Regions from separate parts of the Mus musculus genome. Here regions 2, 3, 4, 5 and 6 are each linked to region 1. The links are chromatin contacts, called in public Hi-C, HiChIP or PLAC-seq and promoter capture Hi-C maps. All regions are on one chromosome and are shown on one strand. The core of a region is the stretch at or near the end of the contact, and the rest is flanking DNA. Distances in the headings are between cores, read along the strand shown. Region 1 holds the start of Cdkl2 (cyclin-dependent kinase-like 2 (CDC2-related kinase)). Region 2 holds the start of Art3 (ADP-ribosyltransferase 3). Region 3 holds the start of Nup54 (nucleoporin 54). Region 4 has its middle 18 kb from the start of Art3. Region 5 overlaps Parm1 (prostate androgen-regulated mucin-like protein 1). Region 6 holds the start of Cxcl10 (chemokine (C-X-C motif) ligand 10).

What was found. Hi-C and Micro-C count contacts between places; a contact is called where the count stands out from the background. HiChIP or PLAC-seq counts read pairs in DNA pulled down with a chosen protein or histone mark. Capture Hi-C pulls out chosen DNA fragments and counts their contacts.
Region 2: a contact with region 1 is called in a Hi-C map of cardiomyocytes, with 1.7 times the contacts expected there. The contact joins the promoter of Art3 here to the promoter of Cdkl2 in region 1. A contact is called at or near these places in 5 of 39 promoter capture datasets (the 3T3-L1 cell line, the C10 cell line, hippocampal neurons and 2 more), 1 of 484 Hi-C or Micro-C datasets (cardiomyocytes), 1 of 115 datasets of contacts at active chromatin or transcription factors (bone marrow-derived macrophages) and 3 of 9 other capture datasets (adipose tissue, liver and pancreatic islet).
Region 3: a contact with region 1 is called in a promoter capture Hi-C map of liver. The contact joins the promoter of Nup54 here to the promoter of Cdkl2 in region 1. A contact is called at or near these places in 7 of 39 promoter capture datasets (cranial neural crest, embryonic stem cells, frontonasal cranial neural crest and 3 more), 6 of 484 Hi-C or Micro-C datasets (CD4 T cells, CD8 T cells, embryonic stem cells and 1 more), 2 of 115 datasets of contacts at active chromatin or transcription factors (effector CD8 T cells and memory CD8 T cells) and 2 of 9 other capture datasets (adipose tissue and liver).
Region 4: an H3K4me3 HiChIP or PLAC-seq map of bone marrow-derived macrophages shows a contact between it and region 1, with 3 times the contacts expected there. The contact joins the enhancer-like site here to the promoter of Cdkl2 in region 1. A contact is called at or near these places in 6 of 39 promoter capture datasets (the 3T3-L1 cell line, the C10 cell line, hippocampal neurons and 2 more), 2 of 115 datasets of contacts at active chromatin or transcription factors (bone marrow-derived macrophages and memory CD8 T cells) and 3 of 9 other capture datasets (adipose tissue, liver and pancreatic islet).
Region 5: a contact with region 1 is called in a FOXA1 HiChIP or PLAC-seq map of pancreatic cancer cells. The contact joins the enhancer-like site here to the promoter of Cdkl2 in region 1. A contact is called at or near these places in 5 of 39 promoter capture datasets (the 3T3-L1 cell line, cranial neural crest, frontonasal cranial neural crest and 2 more), 4 of 115 datasets of contacts at active chromatin or transcription factors (bone marrow-derived macrophages, pancreatic cancer cells and stem cell-derived neural progenitor cells) and 1 of 9 other capture datasets (pancreatic islet).
Region 6: a promoter capture Hi-C map of adipose tissue shows a contact between it and region 1. The contact joins the promoter of Cxcl10 here to the promoter of Cdkl2 in region 1. A contact is called at or near these places in 1 of 39 promoter capture datasets (liver), 1 of 115 datasets of contacts at active chromatin or transcription factors (memory CD8 T cells) and 2 of 9 other capture datasets (adipose tissue and liver).

The regions. Positions count from the first base shown.
Region 1 is chr5:92,041,683-92,044,382 of GRCm38.p6, reverse strand. Cdkl2 (cyclin-dependent kinase-like 2 (CDC2-related kinase)) reads left to right here and starts at 1,341. Exons shown (of 14, transcript NM_016912.2): 1 at 1,341-1,584.
Region 2 is chr5:92,385,636-92,388,335 of GRCm38.p6, reverse strand. It overlaps Art3 (ADP-ribosyltransferase 3), which reads right to left and starts at 1,449. Exons shown (of 10, transcript NM_001370591.1): 1 at 1,345-1,449; 2 at 125-202. The coding sequence starts at 193.
Region 3 is chr5:92,433,888-92,436,587 of GRCm38.p6, reverse strand. Nup54 (nucleoporin 54) reads left to right here and starts at 1,389. Exons shown (of 13, transcript NM_001359995.1): 1 at 1,389-1,584; 2 at 2,205-2,366. The coding sequence starts at 1,518. It overlaps Gm42114 (a long non-coding RNA gene), which reads right to left and starts at 1,977. Exons shown (of 2, transcript XR_880431.3): 1 at 1,606-1,977; 2 at 519-995.
Region 4 is chr5:92,367,360-92,370,059 of GRCm38.p6, reverse strand. It overlaps a transcript of Art3 not described here. Among named protein-coding and RNA genes, the nearest start is that of Art3, 18 kb to the left of the region's middle. Within about 2 kb of position 1,414, at least 64 of the 459 cell types and tissues checked have an H3K27ac peak or open chromatin away from gene starts, as enhancers often do. A contact at or near this core is called in bone marrow-derived macrophages, where this site is marked.
Region 5 is chr5:91,531,885-91,534,584 of GRCm38.p6, reverse strand. All of the region lies in intron 1 of Parm1 (prostate androgen-regulated mucin-like protein 1), which reads right to left. Among named protein-coding and RNA genes, the nearest start is that of Parm1, 16 kb to the right of the region's middle. Within about 2 kb of position 1,279, at least 16 of the 459 cell types and tissues checked have an H3K27ac peak or open chromatin away from gene starts, as enhancers often do. A contact at or near this core is called in pancreatic cancer cells, where this site is marked.
Region 6 is chr5:92,347,456-92,350,155 of GRCm38.p6, reverse strand. It overlaps Cxcl10 (chemokine (C-X-C motif) ligand 10), which reads left to right and starts at 1,267. Exons shown (of 4, transcript NM_021274.2): 1 at 1,267-1,402; 2 at 1,941-2,067; 3 at 2,262-2,351. The coding sequence starts at 1,342. It also overlaps a transcript of Art3 not described here.

The DNA of each region.
Region 1 (2,700 bases), core at 92-2,591:
TGCCACAACCATCATGCCTTAGTGTATAAATTGTTGGATGTGGGGCCCAGGGCTTTGTGCAGTCCAAGCAAGCATGCCATCACTGAACTACCCTATTTCCCAAAGGAACTTGTACTTCTTGACTACCCTCTAGTTCCTTTACAGTTATTTCCAACTTTTAAATATTTTCTCAAGCAACACCTGTTCACCATTTTTATAGCCTTTGTCCTTTCAGTTCCCATGTATACCACTAATTTTGCTACTCAACTGTTTATTTTTTGTAAAACTGGAAAAAAGTAAAATATGAGGTTCCCACCCTAATAAACCTGTTTGTACATAAAAGTTCACATGAATGTCTAGAGAGATGGCTCAGTGGCCAAGCACACCTGTCACTCTTCCTGAGGACCCACGGCAATCAGAAACCAACTGTAACTCCAGTTCCAGGGGGTCTTGACGCCCTCTTTTACCTCTGTGGGCACCAAGCACGCTCACAGTGCACAGACATACAAGCAGGCAGAACACTCATAAATATTTTTCTATTTAAACCTCATGGGGTTTGTTACAATCTAGAGTAAAGCGATGGGAATTATCTTCAAGTTGGTCACAGCTCATTGCTACATTATAACTCACATCTTGGGTTATCCAAAAACAACCCCCCCCCAAAAAAACAAAACAAAACAAAACAAAACAAAAAAACCAAAAACCCATACCCTGTTTCCAGAGGTGGTTCTCAAAATTGTAGGTTCGGGAACTCGATTTTAAGCAGTTTGGTGAATGATGGTAACTGAGCACCGGGAGATTAATGCAGTACCGAACTAAGAAAAATTATAAAACAATTGCTCTTACACCTTACTATGCAAGAATAACCCCTGGGTGCTGGCTAGGCATATACGTGTCTGTTATCAAGGATACTTTCCTGGATCGAGCTATTAAAAAAAAAAACATATTTAGTTGAGTACAAATTGTGTGGCTATAGGTGAATACAAGTAAAACTATTTGGCCTTACAATCTCAGTCCCTTAATAAGGAGGGATAAAGCATTTCCCGGCTTCTCGTACGACGTCAGCATATGCTTGGTAATGGTCTTCCGATCTTGCCCTGTCGTGGCTAATCTAGTCTTCAAGCTGAAGGCAAGCTTTAAGCTCCAGCTTGCGCCGCTTGCAGTCAGCACCTACCTTTCTTGCTTTCTGGTCCTCTCTGGGCTCCACCCCAAATCTTTCCCTACCAGGCTGGCGTCCCAGGGTCCTTTTTCCTGTCAGGTCTGTCAACAGATCTCATCCCACCAATTTCGGCTAAATAAACTACTAGGCTCTTCCGGTCCACCGCCCGGAACCGAAAGGAAGCGAGGAATCGCGGCTGGGCGGAACCTCCCCGGGTGGGGCCCGCGCCCCGCAGCGCCCCGCCGCGCCGCGGGCGGGCAAGCTGGGAAATCTCATGGTCTCCTCAGTCCCAGCGAACCGTCACCTTGGCTCTCCTCGTGGCCACTGGGGCAACCTGCGGTCCCCTGAGAGCAGAGGTCTCCTGGCGCCGGCAGAAAGGTCCCTACAAACTTAAGACCGTAGGTGTGGGGACGAGGCCGTCAGCTGAGCGAACCTGCGAGCTCCAGGTGAAGGGGCGGGGCGGGGTGGCACAGAGCCAATCACAACGCCTGACGACAGGCCTCAGCCAATCAGGATCAGGGAGGCTCCGCCGTAGGCGGGGCGGGACCAGGCGGGTGAGAGCCGCCCCTTGCAGCTAGGGTGGCCAACGCCTTCGCCTAGGGCTACTTGGCGAGGTGCTGCTTCCCTGAGCTGAGCGACCCGAGGGCTTTCGGCCGGCGGTGCTCTGTTTTCCTCAGTTCGTTTCTCTGCAGCTGTTGTCCTTGACAGGTGCTTGTGTCTTTGCCTGTCGCAGACGCATTCTGACTCGGGCCCTTTCTCTCTCTCTGGAGACTGCCTATGGCTGGGGACCGAGTGAGGTCGTTGCCTTGACGACGGCAGCATGCGGCCCGTAGTCCTCGGAAGTGTGAGCTTGCGGAGGGCAGAAGCCAATCTGCCTCCCTGCCTGCTTCACCTAGGACCGGTAATTGCGTCCGCAGAGGAAATCCCAATACTGGGATTGCTAGTGTGCTAGCTAGTCAGCATCTTTTTAGATCTGCTAGCGAGATGCATATCACCTTAAATTTGTTTCCAAGTTGAAAACCTTTGGCTCTTTCCATGTGAAGGGTTTGGAAGAAATAGTAAGTATAATACTTTGTAAAAACCCAGTTATTTCGTTCTTTTATGTATAAGAAATTTCAGTTTGATTTTAACCAAAGAACATTGGTAGTATTTGAACAGTATGCTTGTATGGCACATATCCTAAATTATTATAGTGCCATCGCACCAGACTTCTTTTTTGTATGCCACGTGCTACCCATAGATTTAAGAGTGAGAAGGCAAGAAACTGATGGGTTATAAGTTACTGAGGAAACAAGGCATATTTTAGGCCATGATATTCTTAAGGTATTTTAGACAGTCCCACTTGAACAAGTAGGTGTGCTCTATGTAGTGTGTCTACATGGTTGGGAAAATAAATTTGGATTAGTTCACTTGTATAATACTAGGTTATAATATGTTTCAGAACCTTTTAGACATGATTAAGGTCATTTTTATTTGGTTCATTTTGCATCTTTAAATATCTAGGATGCCAATTACAATATGTTTAAAAACGATCTAGGCTATAGATTCCAGCTATTTGTATT
Region 2 (2,700 bases), core at 200-2,699, 340 kb before region 1:
GAAAAGCTGCTTCCAACAAGTTCATTTGCCTATTCTGGCTCCTCTCAGTCTGCAGAGATGCCTCAGGCTGTGTTACAGGGTTCCCAGCCCAGGGAGCGAGCATGCTTCCCGTTCCCTTCATTACCTGGAAGATGTCCATTAGAACTGCGGCTGCCAGCAGCGTGGTGACCATTTCAAAATGTCCCATCTTCATTTTTCACGTCTGGATTAGAATGAAAAACGTTAATTCAGTAAACTTAACAAAGAGGGTTTAGGGAAACGGAACTGGATAAGGTGATGTTGCATATTTTTTCATTCTGGATAGATATTGTGATAGTCGCAGTGATTATCAAATACATTCCTATGACTATAAGAGGCATTCAATGTTATCCAGGTGTCTAACAGTTTGTTCTAGAGATGTCAATGCAAAACTGCAGAGAACTTTAGTGCTTCCAAGTCTACTTCCACATAACTCTAGACAGACCTCTCCCTCCAGAGAGACCTTTTCCTCCCAATCTCTAAATGTCCCCTGAGCACTCACAGGAAACAACACAAACTAAAACCACCATGCTCTCATTCTCACTCCCAGTTTCTAAGAATGGTCTAGAAACTTTCCCATGTGAAGCTTCCGCTCTTCCGTTCGCTTTGCAAGTTAGAGCATGCCCACTTGGGTGGGAGCGGAGACATGAGGTCAGCAGCAGTACAAAGCTGTTCGCCTGAGGTGACCTCCCTCCTCCAACTCTTCACAATCAACACAAGCCAGAGGTCGAGCCAGTGTGGAATGTCCTGACGATAGGAACAGACTCAGGAGCCCTTCGAAGGCAGTGATTCTAACAAGATTCTATCATTGTCCTGGCTGGGCGCCCAATACCCATTCCGGTATTTGTGGCAGCGTAAGGGATAGACAGGAGGGCAAGAATCCTCACTGGCTGAAGCTATCCGGAGCCATTAACCGACTCAACCAGTGACACAGGTTGTTAGCCTCCGGTCTCTCACATACATAATGCTCCAGCAAAGCTGCTGCCATTGCTGTAACTCAAATGAAGCCTCTATTTTCCTGTATTTTTTTTTAACCAAACATCATCATCTGGATTCTGAATGAGATAATAAACAGCATAGGGGAAGGAAGGGCAGTCTTTCTTGTTGTAATCCATCCAGGTCCCAGGTTCCTGTCTTCAAAAGCAGTCCTTTTATCTAAAGCTATTAAAATATCTGTAGTTATTTTAAGATGCTACTCTGTGTCAAACTTCCCTCTCAAAAAGTCTAAGGAATACCCATGGGCAGCACGTGCCAAGCCAGCCGTGGGCCAGGGTTTCCCTGGTCTTCCTTTCTGCAGTTTGGGTGCAAATAAATCAAAATGTTTACCTGGCGTTTGTGCCTCTGCAGGAAGTTTAAATGATGCCCTGTCTCACACCGGATTCCCACTCTGCTGTGGAGAACTTCCCTCCAGGATAGGATGTTGTTGACAGTGAGCTGCCTGGGAATGCTTTTCTTTTTATAACACCCCTAGTGGTAGCTTGGCAGTGGCTCATTAGTCAACTTCTGCCCTGCTATTTATATCCGGTCGGTCGCCACACTCTGCCCTGGAACCACTGCTGTTAACACTAAGTCTCCAAGAGGTCTGTGAATCCACAGCAATGTCCCCCGCCACAGAGCATGCTCAGTTCTGAACCCAGCCCTGGACTCCTTTGGAGCAGTGTGTGTGTGTGTGTGTGTGTGTGTGTGTGTGTGTGTGTGTGTAGTTGGGGGAATGGGACTGGGTGGGTAGGGTGGCGGGGTGGTCAGTTCCCAACAACTGAGCCTTTGACACTCATATGCTAGAGGGAAGGCTGGACTGTCCTCTATTAGATGACACCCACAGCAAGGGGGCTCACTTGTTAAACACTGTCAACAGTGATGGTTATCACCACTCAACCAGCTGACTGCGGTTCAGGTACTGCGCCAGGCACTGAGACACACAAACAAGCTGAGCACAGTACTGAAGCTGGTTTGGCAGTCACTACTATGTGTGTGTCCCCAGACCCAATCAGGTAACAACTGCTCAGGATAAACGAAGGCCAATGAAAGTCCAACCGAGAACACTGGCAGGAAGGAAGCTGGGGATGCCAGCATCTAGAACACTCTTTGAACAAGGACAGATGCTGGCTGGTTTTCTGTCGCCTTGATGCCAGCTAGAGTCATTTGGCAAGAGGGCACCTCAATTGAGAAAACACACCCCCCACCCCTGGCCCCCTGGGCTGGAGAGATGGCTCAGAGGTTAAGAGCACTGACTGCTCTTCCAGAGGTCCTGAGTTCAATTCCCAGCAAATCACATGGTGGCTCACAACCATTCATTCCTAATGGGATCTGATGCCCTCTTCTGGTGTGTCTGAAGACAGCTAAAGTGTAGTCATATAAACAAATCTATGAGAGAGAGAGAGAGAGAGAGAGAGAGAGAGAGAGAGAGAGAGAGAGAGAATGAGAGAGAGATCCCATTAGCCTAGTACAATTCATTGGTTGGGGAAGATCCAGCTCATTGTGGGTGTGGTCCCACAATGAAAGCCGACTGAGCAAGCCATGAGGAAACTGGTAAGCAGCCCTCTTTCATGGCCTCTGCATCAGTTCCTGCCTCTAGGTTCCTGCCCTGCTTGAGTTCTCGCTCTAACCTCCCTTAGAGATGAACAAGATGACCCCAGGTTGCTTTTGGTCACAGTGTTTTTTCCATTTCGTTTTCTGAGACAG
Region 3 (2,700 bases), core at 140-2,639, 390 kb before region 1:
CACTGGGCAGGCAGAATCAGGAGTCCCCTGGGGCTTGCTGGCTGGACAGTCTTGCCAAATAAGCGATGAGATCTAGATTTATTGAGAGACCTTGTATTAGAAATTAAGAGTAAATTAGGAAGACACCCATGTCAATCTCTGGCCTTCAGGCACGTGTGCACATATGTGTGTATACACTCTTCCCACACATGCATGTGCTCTCTCTCTCTCTCTCACACACACACAAAATGGGGCAAAGAGGTTCCTGAGAAAACTAAAATTAGATCTACCACATGACCCAGCTATGTCTATAAGGACTCCAAGTTAGTCTATCACATAGATGTATATCAATCTCTACTGAAGCATTAGTCACAATTGTTAACAAACCTAGTTGCCTAACAACAGAGGGATGGATCAGAAACAGAGGATGGTATATACTCAAAAGAGTTTTCAGCCCTAAGAAGGAAGTTATGTTGTCATTTGCACAAAACTGAATATCACTGGAGATAAACATTATTAAGTGAATTAAGCCAGTCACAGAAGGAAAAAAATTCATTTATGATTCCTAGGTTTAATTAAACACATAAATCATATGACATGGAAAATGAAGTAAAATTACTAGGGAACTAATGGGAGAGACAGGGAGAAGACAGAAAATTTAGGAGTAGGAATATATATTCAAAATACAACATAAACTTGTATCAAGATGTCCTAATGTAACACAGTGCCATGTACAATAAATATTTTTAAAAGGAGAAAAGAATCGGGGCTAAGTAGAGAAAAACCAGCGAAGTGACTTTGGGGATGCTGCTTTGCAACTCTAATCCTCAGTCCTCCTGTCTCGTCTGTGCCAATTAGTCAACGACAGAAATCTTCTCTGTGTAGTTGAGGATTAAATGTTCCCCAGAAGTGCGATGCAGGGCACAGATTTTACCAGTTAGTGGGCCCATTTGCTTCATCGAGGTCAGCCCTTCTTCTTGGTCAATGACAATAGTAGTAAACTGTCTGAAACGCAGCTGGGGGTTTAAAAAAATATGCAAAAACAATTACTAGCGTGCATTCCACATAGCTAACACACGTGTTACCACCATCGCCATCATCTTTCCATCACTCTCGAATGCCTCTTTCTCAACTGCTTTATCTACTCAAACCTCCTTTCCTCCGGGAAGGACCGCTCCTCAGAGGTAAGGGCAGTACTTTCACGCGGTCCCTGCACACTGTCACTTCTCTAAAGTGGCTTCAGAGAGCCACCATACAACACCCCATGTCCAACTTCTCATCACTTCCCCTTTGTGGTGACGCCCCACACCACGTGAAAGCCACAAACACACCCCCGGAAGTGATCGGTGGTAGGCGTTCCCGTTCGATCATCCCACCCACTCCATCCTTGCTTGGTTCCTGCCTGCTCCGCTTAGACCGGGAAGGAGGCGGAACTAATGGTACGGACCGCCTGACGGTTCCCAGCCGGACAGAAGAGCGGAGGGCACTGGGCGTCGCGCCGCGCGAGCCCGGGGCCATCTAAGTGCTGCTCCCGCGACATGGCTTTCAATTTTGGGGCTCCTTCGGGCACTTCGGGCACCTCTACAGCCACCGCGGCACCGGCGGGTGAGTCAGCCCTGGGCCTACCTTCTTCCTCCAAGGAACCAAAGCCTCGGGCCCGCCCCCTCGATCCGATCGGTCCGGCTGGGGGGTCCCGGGGTTGCCCTGGCACTCGGGACACCTTGGAGTCATTTGGAGAGGGCGGTGGCGGTGGTGGCGGCGGCGGTGGCGGTGGGAGGGCCGCGGGCTGCTCAGGCTCAGCCTGGGGCTCGCACAGCACGCTCAACCCGCGTGGCTCGGCCGCCGCGGTGCTTCCCGCCATTGGGGTGTCCGCCCAGGAGAGGCCGGAGGCTACGCCCCTCTCATTTCCCGGGACCCCGCGTCCCCTCGTCCGTCTCAGCCTCAAGGTCCAGACGGGTAAAGTTGGAGCCAGGCTGCCCGCAGCTCCCTCTGTCCCCTCCCCAGCCCGGGGGGGGGGGATGCTCGGCCCCCGCCCGTGCTGCCCTTCGCTCCTTCTGTCTGTCCGCACCTTGGCTTTCTTCCCCTGATCCGGTGCAGGTCAGGTTTGTTCACGCTGTGAAACCTCTTGCTGATTCTTGTAATTCTTACCTTTCTTTCTTCTCCTTTTCTCTTTCCCTCCTCTCACCTTTTCAAATTTTTGTTTCTCTTGCCTCCACGACTATCAGGATTTGGTGGGCTTGAGACTGCCAACTCCACCGCCGGTGGGTTTAATTTTGGGGGTTTCGGATTAACCGCTAACCCTGCAGTGAACTTTAATATTGGGAATTTCGGTGTTTCTACTACCTCGGCGACTCCGTTCAATTTTGGTAACAGTCTGGCGAGTGCAGGTAGATACTGGGGTCATGTGTGTAACGAGTATGGGGGCTGGAGTCCAAGAATGTTCCGATGTCCCTAGAGTTTGGGGGAAGAAATGGCACTTGTCTAATAAAGAAAGGGGTTTATTTCCTAAGATCAAATCAAATATATTTAAAGTTTTGGCTGCTTTAAAAGATGTGGGTTTTGGAAAGCCTTAAAGAATTAGAATGCACCTTGGTTGGATTTTCATTTAATGATACAGAGCACAGCTTCCAAATGATAAGTTGGGAACCGAATATTTTTTAAAACATTAGCTTTAGCAGAAGGTAAGCGTTTCCCTGGGATTCTTGGACTCCTGCAGTCATT
Region 4 (2,700 bases), core at 165-2,664, 330 kb before region 1:
AGCAAACAATGACTACTATTATATCTGATAATTTTTTTCTAGGAAGGTAGAGAAATATTCAGCTCAAATTCTCTGTAGCTCAAACTCAGTCAATTTAGGGTTATGGTTAAAAACAAAACAAAACAAAACAAAACAACAACAACAAAACCACCCACAGCTTAACAGAGCAAACCACACAGTAGATTTAACACAGCCAATAAGAGTCTCTTAAGGGCAGGAACAAGCTGGAGACAGCTGACACCAGACAGTGTAAACAGGTACAGTAGATCTAACTCTCAATACCCGTTTATCAGGAGCTGAGGTCATGGCTCAATGCAGCAGATATTTGCCTGGCAGAGATGAGGTCTGGAGTCCACATCCCAGAACCCACATAAAAGCCAGGCCGATGTGACAGAGCTCCCATAGTCCCAGTGCCAGGGCATCCTTAAGGATATCCTCAGGGCAAGCTGGGTAACTAGACCAGCCGGAATTGGCATGCTCTGGGTTCAGCAAGAAAACCCACCTAAACCAATAAAATGGAGGAATTCAGGAAGACGATCGGCATCAACTTCAGCCCTCTGCATGCATATATATGTGTACGCAATGACATGTGAACATGCGAACACACAAAATAAACAGCTTTTTAAATCTCCGATCTCTGGGAGCTGAAAGCTGTCTCTCTCCCTCTCCCTTTCAGACACTAAAGTGAGTCCCTTTAGCACCAGACGTTCAGCACAGCCTGTGTGTGTGAGCTGAGCCGCAGCTGTGACTCTGTCCCTGCTGGCAAGGCAGGGAACCATGACTCATAATGGTTCTCTCAAGCATGGGGTGGTCAGTCAGACAGTGGGGACTACTGCAACGGCCCCTCCTTCCTGTGCGCATGCCCAATGCTGTAATGTCTGGGACAGCACACATCAAACACGAAGTGGTGCTTATAAAATGTGACCCCCTGACAGATCTATTTCAGATACCAGACAGCATAAGCGGAATGCGGGTTTTGAAAACATTTTCTATGTCAAATTATAGGAAGATTAAGCTTAAGTTCAGAAACAACTTTTTTTTTCTTCTTCTTCAAAAATCACCCTCATTTTGGGGTTCTTTTAGGCAACAAAAAAAATGCACATTTTTTTTCTGTGTTTTCGTGGACTTTTGTGTTTTTATGATTTCTTTCTAGTTTCTATTTGTTTCCTTCATTGTGGTCTTACTCAGGGTCTGACAGACACTCTGAACACAGTGTATAGGGTTTTCCTGACTACTGGGTCAGTATTGTAATGTCAGGAAATCACAGTGGTAATGTCTTAACAATAACAAAATTCACTACGCTCTCTAAGATGACTGTGTTGTTATAGAAAAGAACAGCAGGTGTTGTACTGCCATAAGGTTACAGGATCTGCATTTGGCTATCGCTCTCTTCAGTCCCGGCACGTTATTCTGGACTTCTGGCAATCTTTTCCATAGGAGTGAGTCATCCGTCTTCTATAACCTCAAACAGGATCCTGTTACATCACGCTGATTTCTAATAAAAGGAGATGTTAGAGTTTCCATTTCTGGTCCACGTTTCGCAACTGAACTGAAGGAAAGACCTTGGCACTGACATTTGGTGGGGGGGGGGGGGTCCCTGTGCATTTCTGAAACTTACTGAATGGAGAGTTAACGGTATACTTAGGTGACGTGCATTCATCTCTTTAGATCCGGAAACTATGCAGGGAATTTTGGGACTCAATCATAGAGCCTACAGATACATTAGGCAAGCGTTCTACCTCTGAGCTGCACCCTCAGCCCTGGTGTTTTAAAGTCAACAAGTCATCTCGAAGCATTGCTAAAGCTCACATGGACCACACTGTGTGGCTAAGTTTTTATTGTCAACTTGACACTGCCTAATGCGACCTGGTAAGAGGGAAACCCTAACTGAAGAACTGCATCCATCAGACTGCCTTGTGGTCAGGTCTGTCTTGATTCCTGGCTCATGTGAGGAGGGCCCACCCCACTGTGGGCAGAACTATTCCTCAGAAGTCTTGGGATGTGTGTTGAAGTGAGCGAGAAGCAAGGCAGTGGGGAGGAGAAACAGTATTCTTCCACAGTCCTGCTTCAGGGCCTGCTTGAGCTCCTGCCCTGGCTTCCCTCAATGTCAGACTGTGACCTATAAGCGGAAATAAGCCCTTTTCCTCCCAGGTTCTTCCAGTCATAGTGTTTTATTACAGGAACAGAAAGCTCAGTAGACCACACAGATAATACTTTAAAAAAAAAAAAAAAAGACAGAAATTAGACTCATTTCCTGGGATATTCCTTTAAATTCAATGGGAAACTTTTAAGTAGGTGGCCAATATAGTCCAACTTGAGAAATAACAACAAAAGAGGCCGATAGCACTGGGAGGACAGAACGTGGCGTTTAGGAGGCTGGAGGGATGGCTCAGTGGTTAAGAGAACAAACTGCTCTTCTAGAGGACCCGAGTTCAGTTCTCAGCACTCATAGTGGGGGCTCGGGACCACCTGGAACGTCAGCTCTGTGAAGCAAAATCATGGTTCCTGCTGTTGTCCTTCACCCTGAGCTACTTTAGAGTGAGCATCGCGGCAGCCAGGACACACGAAACATGCAATGCGTGCACTCACTAGGTCCTCCCGTCCAGTATGGCAGTTAATAAGCACCTATGAGCACCAAGTCTTTGGCATGCGATTGGTCCAATTTGAACACTTAATCAAAAAATAAATAAAATCTCACTT
Region 5 (2,700 bases), core at 30-2,529, 510 kb after region 1:
GTGGATGCTCACAGTCAGCTATTGGATGGATCACAGGGCCCCCAATGGAGGAGCTAGAGAAAGTATCCAAGGAGCTAAAGGGATCTTCAACCCTATAGGTGGAACAACAATATGAACTAACCAGTACCCCCTGGAGCTCGTGTCTCTAGCTGCATATGAATCAGAAGATGACCTAGTCGGCCATCAGTGGAAAGAGAGGTCCATTGGTCGTGCAAACTTTATATGCCTCAGTACAGGGGAATGCCAGTGCCAAGAAGTGGGAGTGGGTGGGTAAGGGAGTGGGGGAGGGGAGGGTATGGGAGACTTTTGGGATAGCATTGGAAATGTAAATGAGGAAAATACCTAAAAAAATTTTTAAAAATTAAAAAAATACTGTTTTTTAATCCCCACTGTATTGAGATGGAGAAATATCTGATCTACACAGCCTCAGTCTTTTGCCATCAAGAGGAATAAATAAATAAGCAAGCATAGGCCAAGTAAGACCCCGAGCTATCAGAAGCTGGAAGGGGGAAGAAAGATTCCAAGAGAGCAGAAGCCTTGATTCCAGCTTCCAGTTTTCAGACCTGTGAGGGAATAAATGGCTGTTGTTTAAAGCCATACAATTTTTTTGTGGTAATTTATTACACAGCCCAAGGAAACGAAGACAATAAGCTAGTTTATATTTATACCAAGCTTGGCAGGTTGGCATGGACAGGGGGACAAGAAGCTCCCAGGAGTTTGCAGGGAGTAATGTTTAGGGACCAGACTGATTTTTGCAACCTCTGTTGCTGGACAATGAAGACAATAGACGACAGTGCCCCAGGAGGGCCTACTTCCTTCTGAATGACTCTAGTCTTAGTTGGTGACACCAGAACAAATCTCTGGTGTCCCAAGTTCAAAGGAGGAAAGTGTCTTTTTTAGTGACATTAAAAACCCAGAAAGGAAAGCTCCTTTGATATATCCCTTACACCACAGATGCTGGTGAGGCTGAGGAGAGAGGGGCCACCCATGACAACCACTAGGTTTGGCACCTTCCTCCATCTCCATAAGGAAATTTGCTATCAAAAGCTGTCATTTGCTGGCCTGCTACATTCTGGAGGGTTTGTTTGATTTTTAGTTTTGGAGGAATCATTTATACTTACCTTGGAGATATGTACATGACTGTGTATTTTTAAAACAATATCATCAACTGATTTTTGTCTGTTTGTCGTTTTATTGTTTTGAGACTGAGTCTCACGCACCCGGGACTGGTTCCCAACTCACTATGTGTGCAGCTAAGGAGCCTTAATACTTTCCCCTCCTGACTCACATGCATGCCGGAATTTCAGGCTGGTTTATAGGCTGTTTTTATGATACATTTCAAAGGTTAAGCTGTGGTTTGCAAGAGCAATCTTGTGTTTAAACAAGAATACACACCTATACAGAAACAAAACTTAAACGTTTTTTTTTCCCTTTCCCCAACAAATGTATTTTTTCAGAGGATTGCCTGGACTGCCTTTTTCTCGAAAAATTCCCATAAAGGTTAGCACTAGCTCTACTCGTTGAGTCTTCAGGAGACAGTCCTTGCTGTGTTCACGCGACTAGACAGAGTGGAATTTTCTTCCCTAAGAATGTGCTGGTGGTGTGACTGTGCAAACATAGCAAGCATCTTTGCAAAGCAATTATAATTCCTTTCTAAATCTTGCTTGCTCCTGTGTCATCAGGCCACTGGGCTCTGCCAAGCTTCCTCTCTGTCTTGTGTGTATCTTCTAGGTCCGTAGGGTACCCATCTTTGAGCAACTCTAAATTCACACAATTGACATTGTATGTTTGATGCTTATGATATTGTATGTATTGGCTGTTTACTCTATATAGGTGTTACTTTTCCTGAAAGCCGATGCTCTGTGATCATTTATATCCCTGTGAGTGGCAGTGGACAATGTCTTTCTGTTGATCTGTGTTAATATATCATTTAAATAAGTGACTATAAGCCTTTGAGACCTCACTCTGAAGGAGAAAGGGCAAGGTTGGAAGGGCTTCCCTCCCACCCTCGAAGTCAGGGAATTTAATGTTTACATGAAAACATGAGTCTACCTTCTGCCAACAACCAGCTGTGAGATCTTGGACTCCACATCTCTGAGCTGCAGTTTCTTTAGTGCAACTTGACAAGCATTGAACATTTGCCCCATGGGTTCATGGAATGGAGGGGCATGAAGCTATGACATGCATCTGTTCTGTAGTGGTTGAGACACTCAAGCAACTCAAAGAAATCTGAGAGCTTTCAAGTTGGCAAATTCTGGTCAGTAGAAAACAGTGGAGAGAGATGTGCAGCACGAGGCAGTAGCAATAGCAGAGTCCTGGAGGGACTCAGCAGGTCTTCCCTTCTAGAGACTGATTCACCAAGGATGATGTATGTGCTTCTTTGCCTTTCATGACATGATTACCCATACTGCCTTGTTCTCTAGAAGAATCCCAAGTCACTTGTTAAAAGGGTGGATCTTATCTCTGTATCCAACAGGGAGGCCTGGCAAACCTCCTTTCTATGAGCTCTTTTAAAAATAATTTTAATTTTTATTGGAAATAGTTTTTTTCACATAAGATATTCTGGTTATTTTCTCCCCACACCACCAATTCCTCTAAGAAATCCCCCATTTTCCCATGCACTCAAATATGTACCCTTCCTATCTATCTCTCTTATTAGAAAACAAACAAGCAACTAAAAAAAACCAAAACCAAAAAACA
Region 6 (2,700 bases), core at 18-2,517, 310 kb before region 1:
TTGACTGAGAACTTGTACAATAACAAAATAAAATAAAACTGTCACCATGTATCTTTCTTTATTGTTTAATGTAAAACTGCTCAGCACCTCTTTCCACTCTAAAATTCTGAGGTTCCTACAGCGCAGCGTCTATTCTGCAGAAGCAGGTTGGGAGAGACTGCTCATGGCGTCCTCTCACAGTAGCCTTCTCCCAGCAGAAGGTTGCAAAACGAAAGTCTCTTGGCTTGTCTCTGCCCCCATTCCCTTCTGTCTGTCCTTCCAGATTCCACGGCTGTCCCGTGATTTGCTCCCTTGAAAGCTTAGCTCTGTTCTAGTCCTTGGACTACATCAATGTGGATTTTGCTCTCTAGAAATTTCTATCTTTCCCAAGCAGCAACTCCCTTCCTGTTCTGGTGACAGCTCCTGTTTCCCAGTTCCCGTTGGTGGGTACAGGTTTCACTCTTGGCCTCTGTTGTCAAGTTTTGAACCGGTACACTCCAGGCTCCTGTCCCATTCCCAGGATGAGTCACCTCCATCCCCTTCATCACTGTCACCTCTATGCGAGATCTATGTAACCTCACCTACTCTTCCAGGTCCCAGGTATCTGCTGCCTTGGGTGCTGTGCAGAGTGACATCCACACTCACTTTCATCCTTGACCCTGTAACCACACACTCACAAAGAAGACAATCAAAGCATCCCTGAGAGAATCAGCACGGGGCAACAATTAGCTTTGCAATTCCTCTTGTAACTTGTAAACATTAGTGTGACACTTCCGGCTTCTGTTCTGAATGCCTGCTCTAACTGTTCACTAAGTTGTATAGACTTTGGATCTGGCTAAATTTGGCGTGTGATTTTTTTTTAAAGTTTATTCCAAGTATTTTATAATAAAGCATATGAAGTAAAAAGCAAAAATAAACAGTGTAAACACAACAAATGTAAAAACCATGGTTAGAACCTGACTTAGATATCAGTTCTGTGTTTTATTTATGAGAGAAGGAAGATGAGAATTAAAGCCATTTCCAGACTTATTCTGCAAGGCACTGCATCTGATTTCTCAAACAGCTCACGCTTTGGAAAGTGAAACTTACCTCACTCGTTAAAAATTAAAAGGAGCACAAGAGGGGAGAGGGAAATTCCAAGTTCATGGGTCACAATAAACACAAGCAATGCCCTCGGTTTACAGGGGACTTCCCTCGGGTTGCGGAGCCTTGCTGAGTCATCTCCAAAGTCAGCCAATCAGGACTCAGGGAGGGAAACTCTTTGCAGATAAATACTCCTCAGCAGCCGGCACTCGAGAAGCGCTTCATCCACCGCTGAGAGACATCCCGAGCCAACCTTCCGGAAGCCTCCCCATCAGCACCATGAACCCAAGTGCTGCCGTCATTTTCTGCCTCATCCTGCTGGGTCTGAGTGGGACTCAAGGTAAGGGACACCAAGGCCATTTAATTAACGAAGTCAGAAGTCAGACGATTAAGCTCAGTTCTAAACACAGCATGTATTTAAGCTTTAATGTGTGTACCTATAAAGAAGAGGGAAGCAGGAAGAAATCCCTTCAGCTTGCAGAGTTTATCATAGGCTGGTTGAAGTCAGAGAAAAATAGAATAAAAGCAAAGGAACGAAGAAGGGAAGAAAGGGAGAAAAGGAGGAGGGAGGAGGAAGAAGGAGGGAAGAGAGAGTCAGGAGAAAGGGCGAAAGAGTGGGATGGGGTAAGGCACGGATGCCTCCTTGCCTGAGCCTAACCAATACTGTGAGCAGTGCATAAATGCAGGATTTCGTAACTGACAAGTTGCAGATCTCTCTTTACCATGACCAAGATATTCAAACACTCAGCCCTATGATACGATGGGATGCGTCTCTCCACAGATCAGACAGGGTCTGCTAAACACTACCTCATCCATTTTAAGTGCCTAAAATGAAACCGTGTGCTGACCTTCCTGGCTCTCCCCCTCTCTTCCTGCAGGGATCCCTCTCGCAAGGACGGTCCGCTGCAACTGCATCCATATCGATGACGGGCCAGTGAGAATGAGGGCCATAGGGAAGCTTGAAATCATCCCTGCGAGCCTATCCTGCCCACGTGTTGAGATCATGTGAGTACAAGCCCACCTGCCGATAAACGTCCCTCCCGTAACCACACAGTAAATAAGTGAGGGAAACCAGGAAAGATAGGGACGGGTCTGTGACTCTAACTAAGGCACAGTGCCTGAACTCTGACATGGACCTGCAGGGCCATCAGCTCTGTTGGCCTGACGTTAATCTGAGTATCTCACTCTTATTTCTATAGTGCCACGATGAAAAAGAATGATGAGCAGAGATGTCTGAATCCGGAATCTAAGACCATCAAGAATTTAATGAAAGCGTTTAGCCAAAAAAGGTAGGTTTGATGTTGCTTTTTCAGGAAATGGTGGTCTGGGGAGCAGCGCCTGCCCTGGGCTTTGCTGTGGGGCATCTGCCCTAAACTCATGGCACCGGCATGTGCCTTTGTCTCTCCATTTACACAGACACTGAGGTGCCTTCTTAGGTCATACATTCCTAGTGTCTAGAAGTGGAGCAGTTATTATACCTGTCACGGGTAAAGCTGCCAAATGCCCACCCCCCCCCCACTTCCTCACTTAAAAAAAAAAAAAACAAAAAACACACAAACCCATTCTGTCCCCTCAACCCCCACCCACCCGTGACCCATGGAGATTGTGTAGCAGAGGAAAATGCACCAGGCCTTTTGC